Regions from separate parts of the Lactuca sativa genome. Here region 1 is linked to region 2. The links are chromatin contacts, called in public Hi-C maps. All regions are on one chromosome and are shown on one strand. Each heading gives the region's core, a stretch centred on a gene start, on an enhancer-like site or on the middle of the called end of the contact. The rest is flanking DNA. Distances are from core to core; before and after follow the strand shown.

Evidence for each region. Hi-C and Micro-C count contacts between places; a contact is called where the count stands out from the background.
Region 1: a Hi-C map of seed shows a contact between it and region 2, with 6 times the contacts expected there. The contact joins the promoter of LOC111917432 here to the promoter of LOC111911901 in region 2. A contact is called at or near these places in 3 of 4 Hi-C or Micro-C datasets (leaf and seed).

What each region holds. Positions count from the first base shown.
Region 1 is chr1:52,291,097-52,293,796 of Lsat_Salinas_v11, reverse strand. It overlaps LOC111917432 (ankyrin repeat-containing protein ITN1), which reads right to left and starts at 1,425. Exons shown (of 7, transcript XM_023913125.3): 1 at 623-1,425. The coding sequence starts at 1,292.
Region 2 is chr1:52,117,850-52,120,549 of Lsat_Salinas_v11, reverse strand. LOC111911901 (phospholipase D alpha 1) reads right to left here and starts at 1,386. Exons shown (of 4, transcript XM_023907651.3): 1 at 1,233-1,386. The coding sequence starts at 1,382.

The DNA of each region.
Region 1 (2,700 bases), core at 176-2,675, 170 kb before region 2:
TAGGGGGTGTTTGGATTAGATTTTTAGCTTATTGCTTATAGCTTATTTGTGGTGGGAATAAGCAATAAGCAATAAGCATGGAGAGGAATGCTTATTAAAATTAGCTTATTTAGCTTAATAAGCTGGATTTTATCCAAAAAGTTACTCATATATGCATTAGGAGTTACCAAGGAAACAAGAAAAAAGAAAACTTTAACAAGAACCAGAAAGAACATTAAAAAAAAAACGAAGACATTTGCTTGGTCCTACCCGTGACTACTTTTTTTCACCGAATTCTGTAATAGTCCAGTCGAATACTACAAAATCAGGGAATCTCATGACCCAAGGTGGACCCTTCAGTAATCTGAAGGGATATTATGAAATAGAGAAGGCAAAGAAGACAAAATAGATGCTGACTGAGATTGCATAAGTATCGATCATTGTTTCCAGACAATCGTGTCAAATACGTCTTCCGTTCAAGTTTAATCAAATTAAGTCGATTTAGAACAACTGCTGCAATTGGATGTTCACTGATCGGTTTATCTATGTTGTATAATTGTAGCTTGAATTTTTATAATGATAAACGCTCAAAATCTACAGGCTAATGAAAGATGATGTCTGTAATTCGAAAACACAAAGTTACCTTGTAGGAAATCGGTGATCTCAGCTAAATCCATCGAAAGAAGTTTCGGTGAATTGCCGGTCCAGCTATCCTCCGGGAATACCGTGCTTTCTAAACCTCGTGATTTCCTAGACCGACTGTTGATTTTGCTATCGACGGTAGGCGTCGCCGAATCCCCTTTCAGATCGATTTGTTGCGACATGCCACGGAGTGGAACCGGCAGAGACCTGGAATGTGCAGTAGATCTCATGAAACCGCCGTCGAATTTCCATTCTCCACCGTCAATTTCTCCTTTCACAGCTACTGACGAGCTAGATTGGGGAGTCAAAGAACCATAAGAACTCTCGAGATATACCCAAACATCTTTGGCTGTTTTAAGGCCAATTATGCTGCTGAGTACATCGTCACTCAAGGAACCCAAAATCCATCCACGGAGAAGCGCGTCGGACCTCCTCCACCACTGAGCATTGTCCGGCTTGGTCTCGGGTGGTGGTTCGAGTGTGCCGTCGATGAAACCAAGCATGCCATGACCTTCAATGAGACAAAGCATCTGTGTCTTCCACAACTGGTACTTGTCGTGGCCGGAGAGCTTGACGGATACAAAATTGGCAACATTGGCGGTGTACGGATACGGGTATGCTGCCGTTGCTGATGCTTCGTCTACAATAGCAGGGGACGGTGATTTAGCCATGGTTTTGATTTTTGAAGTTTTTAGAAAAATGATCTCGTAATTCCATTTATGCCTCACCAAAGTCTCATGTTAAACGTTTGTACGCATAAGTGTGAATTACCGTTACATATTTTTATATATATTTTTCACATGACTAAATGCTAATCGATGATAATTGTTTTTTTTTATGTATTTTTTGTTTGTTAATATATTGTGTCAAAGCTTCCACACCAACCTTTAAAATTTCTTGCAATTATTCTTTCAAGGAGGTGTTTGTCATTCCGTTTAAAACAATTTTTTGGTTTTAACTTTTTCAAAAAGTCCGGACAACATTTGAAGTGGAAAAGTTATTTTAAAACATTTTTTTGCCATAAACAAAAATGATTTTTTTCAAAATTATGAAATCTATCATATCATTTTGTGACTTGTTAATATTTTACCAAGTAAATTATATTTATATCCATTACAACTACCCAAACATTTTCTAAACATTTTACTTTTAGTCATTTTATATGTAAAATTTAAGTCAAATATTTTTTAAAAACAACTTTTAATTTTCGCCTCTCAAATTCAAACACAATTTAAAAAACTTATTTTAAAAATACTTGCAACGTTTCTTTCAACATTTGCAGTTGTATAGTAATGACGAATAAATATTTTGGGACCCACTCAAATATTTAATGAAGATAAAATTGCAAAATGGTCCGCATGTATTTTTTTTTTTTTTTTTTTTTTTTTTGTTTTTTTTTTTTTTGTTTTTTTTTTGTTTTTTTTGTATGTTAAACCTTTTTAAAATTATGAAATACATTTATTCAATTAGTTTGGTTGTAGATTTATCTCTTGTGATCTCTAATAAATCAATGTTTTTTTTTTTTACCACATGTCATTTTCTTTTTCATTTTTCTTCATTTTGACACTTGTCATTGTGAAAGTTTTAAAATTCTTATTTTCCAATTGTCATTTGTTAGGGATTTTCATTTTCTTAAAATAAAATTTCATAAAATTGTAATGGATTCTATAAAAAAATAAAATCATCCTATTAATTTAATAATAAATTTTCATAAGTACTCCAAACGATTTAATTTCTTTTGCAAATGTTCCAAAAGATTAAATTCTATTATGTAAAGTATTACTTTATAAAATATTTCATGTTTATATATTGATATTAAATTTTTATTTTTAATAAATCCGTGTAACATACGAGTCTCACGCCTAGTTGAAAATATTGAAAATAATATTTTATTTTTATAATTTCTCAATAAATATTAAAGTCGAAAAATAATACATCCCACCCCAACCCCATAGTACCCATCAACCTTCTCACTTTAGAAACCATGTGTTTGAGATTTAAAATGACCACCTCCATCATGTGTCCTTAACCCTTCATAGTGGACCATTTTCACAATGGTGGATTTAGAATATAAAATCA
Region 2 (2,700 bases), core at 137-2,636:
CATTTCAAAAATCAACCATTCTTTTTAAGAGAATGTAATGTAATTTTGTATTACTATTAATTATTACTTTTGCTAATCAATTTAAAAACTATATATCTTTGAAAAGAATGTTATTATTATAAAAAAAAAATGTTTTTAGAAATTTTTAATGAATTTAGCATTTCGATTTAAGTTTTACATAATGCACTTGGATTTTATAAATATTTTGTTTTAATGCAATTTGTGTACTATTTTTAAGTACATTGAATAATTTGGTTTAGGTCTTACATTTAACATCGTGTTTAAATTAACAAATTAATATAAACAATTTAAAAGCTATAATATTAAAAATATAATATTTCACATCCAACAACATATAATCATATTAAATTAAAAATTAAGAGTCTACATTACAAAAATAACGATAAAGAAGTTTACATATTAGACAATCAAATTACTATGATTCTCAAAAACATTGTATCTTGACATATGGTCTCTTTTGTTAAATACTGATAAGGTTTTTATAAATTTATACTAACACCGATTAAATAACAACAGCGTTTTAACCGATATAATAAATAGAGAAATTAAATATCCTCCTACATTTCATCCTACCAAATTAAATGGTGACATGTATAACATTTAATGAAATTTAAAAATATTTAGGATACTAATATGACACATGTCATTATTTAAATGAGTAGTAGGATTTGTCGGAACAAAAGGTAGAGAATATTTAATTTCTCTTTACTTCATTTATATAAAAGTTATTATTTCATGACATTAGTATAGTTACATTTTTAAAATATTTGTCAATATTTGAAGCTCATAATTTTATTGTTGTGCAAACACGTCTGGTTATTAATAAATGAAACATTATTGCATAAATAACTATTATATAACACCCGATTCACGATTAAAAGTTTATAAAATGAAACATTATTGCATAAATGAAACATTGTTTTGGTTCTAAAAATAGACATCGTTACATATATATTTTGTACAAAACAATTTTATTGTATAATTAAGTTGATTAAAGGTAAAATGTTATTGCATAAATGCACACCTAACCGTATTAATATTCAATATTTAACTCATTATTTCATGTATTAGTTTCATAATCTTTTATATTGCAATCCTGAGTTCCGTTTTTATGTTTGTTTTTTTATGAAGAATTATAAGTTATGATTTTTATAATTATTGGAATACAAAAATAACGGATTAAAACAATAAATATATGAAGAACCACCTACCTTGAAACAAACTCTAAGATCCCATCCATTATGTAACCTATCGACCTCAAAAATGGTAGCATGAATCGTCCCGTGTAGCAGATGTGGAGCCATTTGTCGTCTGTAAAAGAAGCAATTGTTAGAAAAGGCACTCTGATGTACATCATGCATTGGATGTCGTACAAAATGAATATAATGAAACAAACCTTAGAAAATGAGACTATAGGAAAGAGAACATGGAGTTGTATTTATGCAAGATGCCAATGAATGATTCCTTTAGTTGATTCAGAAGAAAGAGATATCTTTTTGAGAAAGTGTTTCATTACTTAAAACCCAACAAACCTTCATGCATGGATGTACTTGGGGATCTAAGCTTTTGTCTTTATAAACATTTTCATACATACCCTTGTATTTTATTGTGTTGCGATTATGAACCCTATACGTACACCATGCATCTATTGAAGGTATCGGTCCTAAGGATTTAAATATCTTAAATGTCCAAAAAGAGTCAGAAAAAAAAATTTATTTGTATTATAAGTTTTTTTAAATGCTATATATATATATATATATATATATATATATATATATATATATATATATATATATATATATATATATATATATATATATATATATATATAATAAAAAAATTAAGCCCCAAAAAAAATTAAGCCATATACACCCCATGTTGATGGACATAGGTTGTTGGTTTTCAGTAAGGATGGTCTCAAAGAGGCAATGAAAGAACCAAAATGTTTTTCAATAAAAGTACGATACATGAACAAAAAAACCGGTCTTAGACTCGTCTTGAAAGAAGAAGACCGAGATCAAACTGTTCTAAAATGAGACCAAAAAAAGAACAAACTTTTCAGAGACAGACCCAAGATCGACCTAGAACTAGAACGATCTCAAAAAAGACCGGAAACCAAAGTTTATATACGTATCGTTTTTGTGTTAGTTACATATTTTTTAATCACAAATTACCCAACTTCTTCATTCCTTTTTTTAATTAAATTGTAATGTATCATTATTAGTAAATCTTAATTTATCACTTTGGTGTGTTGATTACATATTTGTTTACGGAAAAATTCAAAATCAAAAAAATACCAAAGCCGAATCAAAAGAGACGTACACAAAGAAAACAATATTTGACTGAAAAAGACCTAAACCGGTCCCAAATAAATCAAACTGGAAAAAACTTGCACTTTTCCGATACTTGTCTCGAAAAAACTAGGTTGTTTTGAAATTGAGACCGGTCAAAAACCGCCAGTAGAAAACACAATAAGTTGTTGAACGATGCTTTGGGTTATTGGTAAATGTTATTTTATGCTTTTTTAGGGTAGTTTTTATGATCATTTAACATCATATTTTTTACATTTGCATGTCATTTATTTAAATAATGTTCAGTTCATGTATTTTGTTAGAATTCTCGTATTGCTCGTTTTTTATGTCAATTTCAGATAGTTCGAATGAAGCAGTACTTTGGGAG